2 separate regions of the Mus musculus genome follow, and region 1 is linked to region 2. A link is a contact called in public Hi-C data. All regions are on one chromosome and are shown on one strand. The core of a region is the stretch at or near the end of the contact, and the rest is flanking DNA. Distances in the headings are between cores, read along the strand shown.

Region 1 (2,926 bases), core at 78-2,577, 340 kb after region 2:
ATCCTTCAGTTTCTACTTCCTAAAATCTGGGATTACATTCCACCTGATTTATGCAATGTTTAGTGTGTAGCCCAGGGCCTTGTATGCACAAGGCAGGCAATCTACCCACTGAGCTACACCACCAGCCCCTGACACGGTCTGGGCCTGTGTCACCACAATCAGTGCCACGGTCTCAACACATGTGGCTCTCCTTGCTTAACGACAGCAGAGAACACATTCTTTTCAAGTCCACACAGAATATTGACGAAGGCTGGTTGGATCCAGGCTTTAAAGCAAGTCTCGACACATTTCCAAGGGCTTAAACTCAGGGGGCCCAAGTTGTGTGGCCTCTAACCATTAGAAACAATATCAAAGGTTTCAATACAAAGTGTCTCATGCTGGTTAACTCAAGGTACTCCACAGGCCTCAGGAGAAACCCTGACAGAAAGGACTAATGTCAATACCGATGCATCTTGACTTTGGTCTCCGCCACTAGCTGATTTTGGAAGGTAATTTTCACCATTTTACATATTGCTTCCTTTGCCTCACACAAGTTTCCTGGGCTATTCTCTCTCACTGGCCTTGCTGGCAAACCCCTCAAAAAAAAGAGATCAACAAGGAAGTTGAAAATGGCATGTGTCTGCAACAAAAGGAGAGGCTGTGAATAAACCCCAGGACAGGGACAGGAGCAGCCACCCATCGTGTACTTCTACTCGATTCAAGACAGATGTCAACAACAGTATGGTTATTCTGCTCGATGATATAGCTGGATCTGGGCTGCCTGACAGCAATTAGCTAACTTGTCCAGGCTTTGGCCTGACACGGGATGGGGACATTCAAACTGCTGCATCACAGCACTCTCTTGGCAGTCAGGACACCACAAGCTGAACATGTCACACAAACCCTACCCCCACCCCCAATTCCTGTTAGAGCAGCCTCTGCGAACCATAACAAGGTGGCCCCTTGGGTTGCTCATGAGGTCTACAGGACCCCTTAAAGCCCTCCTTGGTGTATCCAGTCTTTAATTCTGTGGCTACCAGAGTTAGTCAGGGCTAACCTTGCTGAACAGAGCCTTTTTCCCTCCAGGTACACTAATGACAGCTTGTAGGCGCCCGTCATCACCTGAATGAAAACGGCCAATTTAATATGTTCCGACAGAGCAACACCCACAGAGAAATAGCATCCCCAGGCAGGGCGGTGCTTCCAAGTTCAGGCCAAAGTGAGCTTCTGGCCAGCCGGGAACCTTGTGAAATTACAGCTAATGAGGAAAGAATTTGCCATGCACACCAACAACCCCCAACCTCTGGGGCTGTGACCTCAGGTAAGTGGGCAGGCACAGGCTAGAGGCTGGCTTCTGTCTGGGCTGATGGCCCCACCCTCCAGCCAATGCAAACAAATCTATCCAAGGGCCCTGTGACCTCTGGCAGCGAGCTGGAAGAAGGGAGGGCTCTGGGCATCCCTGACTCCTCCCACTCTCTGAGCTCTGCTGAGGGGTTCTCTGGCTGACTCAGGATCCATGGGGCCTAGGTTACACGAGCCTCTAGCTTCAATTTGCCTCACGTGAAATGGGAGCTTGGTACAGACACTCCTTAGGGTCCACCTCTCCTCTGACTATCTCCGACTCCACTCCAGCTGCCTGACTGGGATGAAGAACAAGAATCCAGGGCCCAGGAAGTAGAAGAAACAAGCTATGGCTTTATGAGGACATGGGGACAGCAGGGGCCATGGGAATTCCAGGAGCCACTACCCTTAAAGCTTGGGTCAGACCTCATTCCTCGGGAAGGGAAGAGACAGATATCCAGTAGAGGCTGTGCTGAAGGGGAGGAGGGAGAAGGAGACAGAGGATGACCTATGGGGAAGGAAGTCTACGGGCACCAGGGCTTGTTACATGCACTCACATACATACGGACACACAGAGAGATGCATGCACTCATGCATAAACATACATACACATGAGCACACAAACACAAACATACATACACATATGGGCACGCATGCACTCACAGACATATACACAAACGTGCACACAAACATAAATACACGGTCACGAACACATGCAAACACAGACACGTGCATAAAGACATGCCCAGTTATACACACAGATGCACGCGCACACATGCTCAGACACATTCACATACGTAGGCAGACACGAGCACACAGAGAGACATAGGCACACATGCATGTGCTTACATATACAATCTTTGGAAAAGCCTGAAAGAAAGAAAGACATACTTAGTTACTAGTTCCTCCAGATTTGAGCCCAAATCCTTGCTAGGGCATGATTCCTCTAAGTGACCATTGACAGTGACCTCTGGGCCTCCTGACTACTGCGAGTGTTAACTCCAAGGAAAGCCAAAACTGGAGAATTCTGACCCTGCCCAGGAATTATGGGCCATGGTTTATACAAGAAAATCTGTCTGGTCAGTGCCAATGTCAGAGATACAAGGGCAGAGTTGGGGGCTCAGTGGGACCTCCTGGTCAAGTACGGATTCCCAGACAGAGGGCTCATCCGGAACCTCGGAACCTCGGAGCCTTGGATAAGGGCTCTCTCTACTGTACAGACAGTGGAGGGCTGGAAAGTGAGGGTAGCTCAGTGAGACAGCCCTGGGTGATCCCCACAAAGGAGTAGCATCCCTTGCTACCTCTGGCTCCAACGACCTAGCAGAAACCATCTGTCATGTAAGAGATATGCGAACGTGTGAATGCGGTGCATTAAAACCACTTCCAGAAATGTCCGGGTACTCTGACCTAAAGTTCCAAACAAGCCGAATGGTTAGAGGTAAATATAAAGAAAACACACACGTGGCATGAAGTGACGGGGTCCTCAAGATCCCTCGAGGCAGGGACCCGGGGTATGGCAGCATGTAGGTTTAATATGGGGGTGAGAACTTGCACTTTGCACTGATGGAAGCTCACGCCCCAAATCTGCTGCAGCCCTTTGCCTTCG
Region 2 (2,769 bases), core at 237-2,736:
CAGAAGAGGGCATTGATCTCTAGGGACTGGAGTTGCAGACAATTGTGAAGAGCCATATGGAAGTTGGGAATTGAACCCACGTCCTCTGGAAGAGCAGCCAATGTTCTTAACCACAAAACTATCTCTGTAGTTCATGAAGCAATAAATCTGTTGACCAGATTTGTCTGACGGAAGCAGCCATCTTTAGGGCCTTTCCTGGTGGATGTTTTATAATCAGGAGAAATGGACGCAGACTCCTGAAGCCCACACTGCCCACTGTGCCTCTGGCTCCTGGAGGAGGCTGGGGAAGGAACTCTCAGAGGTGCCACTCTCCTCTTCAGGGGAGAGTATGGACACGCTTCTGGCTTTTCAACAGCCAGGCTGGCTGTGGCCAGAAGCCATTGTCCTTTGGAGATGCCATGGAAACTGACAACAGCTGGTCCCTGAGAGCCTGAGGAGATGCACATGGCTAGAGATGGGGTTCTCACTTCTCAGTGCCGAGCTCCAAGAGTGAGCCAGGCAGGTCCGGTGAGAGAAGTCTGGCTTCGAGGGACAAAGGTGAGCTTGGCCAACACAGAGGACCTACATAGCGAGAATTTGGGCTTCTTTAAAAACCCACTTGTGTAATGTGATTATGTTTTTGTTTTAATCCCAGGTGTGGGATATGGGTCTGCGTCAGATTGTCCAAGGATGAGGCCACAAGTGCGCACTATGATAAAGCCAGGCTATGTGAAACTGCTGCTTTGAACTTATAATGAGCTTACAGAGTGAAGCGCTGCTTTGAACTTACTATCAACATCCTTCTGTAACTCCCCTTTTGTGTGATATTTGATCTATGAGGTAATTTTATAAAGAACTTTTGTCTAAGACAGTATAGGAAGGCCAGAGCAAAGGAATGAAGTGTGACATCCTCTGCTTCCTGGCTTACAGCTCCCCGTGGCTTGCTCGGCCTCCTTTCCTATAGAATCCAGGACCAGCCCCACCCCCAATGAATCAATCACTAAGTATGAAAATGCCCCCATAGGTTTGCCTGTAGCCCTTTACAGAGACATTTTCTCAATTGAGGTTCCCTCCTCTCTGGTGACTCCAGCTTGGGTCAAGTTGACATAAAACTATCCAGCACAGGCAGTGATGGTGATGACGATGATAGTGGTGATGATGATGGTGGTGGTGATGATGATGATGGTGGCGGTGATAAGGAAGATAGTCGCAGGGCTTTTGAGAATGAGATGGTTGGCAATGTCTTCTGTGGAGTCCAGTTTGCAAACTGTCCTCACCATATCATAGTCCCTGGGAAAGAGCCACAGCTTGGACCCATTTTCCATGGAAGTCATGGGGACAGTTGGTGATCTCAGGCAGCTCCAGCTCCTGGCCAGTCAGTCCCCACCCTGTGGTCCTCCAAATGTCCTTGACCTTCAGGAATTTGCCCAGTTCTGGATTCCTTCTCTATGGCCTGACAACTCCCAGTAGCTCCACCAGAGGGCGCTCTGTAGCCGGGAATGGGCACACTGGGTCCTAACCATGAAGCTGGACCACACTCCTGATACAGAGGGGAAGGGGCAGATTTTGGACTCTCGAGGGGCCTGGCTGCCAGGCCAAAGGCTGTGTGGCTTTTGCCTCTGTGGCATCGTGCTTTCCTGAAGGCTCTAGGGATGACTCATGGGGACCAGATTGGTGCTGGCTTGTAAAGATATCAGAAACGGGGATGAATCACCGTGAACAGTGATAGGGTGCGTATTTGAAGCTACAGCCCTGGGGACCAAGGGGTCTGTACGCTGTGACGTCACCCCCTGAGGTTCAGGGTGCTGGAATGGGAACATCAGTGGCCAACCCAGCCCCCAGGTGGCCACCAAGGAACTGGCGATCCATATAATTGTCTCCAGACACTTGGCTCACCCAGGTCCCTTTGGCTGCTGTGAGCCTGGGTACTCATGAATCTAATCCAGGCCTTACTGTCAATCCTCCAAGACTCAGGTCTGGAAGTGGGTTTGCAGGTAAGATAGTCGTGCTCTGCCATGCTGACCTTTCCGAGGGGGTTACCTGTGTGGCCATTCCACAGCCTTGTAGTGTCCTGTGAGGGTCACCCTCCTTCCTCTCCCCTGCTAGCTTCTTTTCTTTCTGTGACGTTTTATTACTACTGTTGGGCCATCGCTGTTGCTATTATAACATCCATGTGCGTGGCAAGCGGTCCGTCAGTCACTAGGCTCCACCCCTCTGTAAGGCTGGGCAAGTGGACTGCATTCTTTCCTTGAGTTCATTGTCAGGGTTTGAGGGAAGACCCTGCAGCCAGCCAGAGGAGGGGGGAGGCAGAGATGGGCCCCCACTGGGGAGGGCAGGCCTGGCAGGGAGGAGCCAGCACACTCAGGAAACAACTTATTCAGCAATCTGTCAGTCCTCTGTGAGGACCTACTAAGTGCATGGGTTTTATGCTAAGACCTAGGAAGGGTAGGGTCTGTCCTTCCGGGGTATTTATGAGGGACGGGGAGACAAACAGGCAAGCACTGCGGCTATGAGATGAGGGATGTGGGCTCAGGAGAGGTGGGAGGAGACAGGAGAGGGGCGGGGCCTGTAGGAAGGACAGACAGCATCTGAACAGGAACGCCTGACCGGAAGGGACGCTGTCAGGAAGGGCAGGAGGGCGGGTAGAGAAGAGTGTGGACCCTGGAGTAGACCTGGGTGGCACAATCTCAACAGATCTACAGTGCCAAGGACACAGCCATGCAAGGGCACCATGGTAGGGAAGGCTTGCCCAGTCTGAGGCCAAGGCTACCAAAAGAAAAGAAAGTCCAA

The links. A called contact is a pair of places that touch in the nucleus more often than the background predicts.
Region 1: a contact with region 2 is called in a Hi-C map of the N1E-115 cell line, with 2.4 times the contacts expected there. The contact joins two enhancer-like sites. A contact is called at or near these places in 1 of 484 Hi-C or Micro-C datasets (the N1E-115 cell line), 1 of 115 datasets of contacts at active chromatin or transcription factors (pancreatic cancer cells) and 1 of 9 other capture datasets (adipose tissue).

The regions. Positions count from the first base shown.
Region 1 is chr15:85,934,469-85,937,394 of GRCm38.p6, forward strand. All of the region lies in intron 9 of Celsr1 (cadherin, EGF LAG seven-pass G-type receptor 1), which reads right to left. Among named protein-coding and RNA genes, the nearest start is that of Trmu, 57 kb to the left of the region's middle. Within about 2 kb of position 1,328, at least 73 of the 459 cell types and tissues checked have an H3K27ac peak or open chromatin away from gene starts, as enhancers often do. A contact at or near this core is called in the N1E-115 cell line and pancreatic cancer cells, where this site is marked.
Region 2 is chr15:85,597,600-85,600,368 of GRCm38.p6, forward strand. No RefSeq gene overlaps it. Among named protein-coding and RNA genes, the nearest start is that of Wnt7b, 17 kb to the left of the region's middle. Within about 2 kb of position 1,487, at least 139 of the 459 cell types and tissues checked have an H3K27ac peak or open chromatin away from gene starts, as enhancers often do. A contact at or near this core is called in the N1E-115 cell line and pancreatic cancer cells, where this site is marked.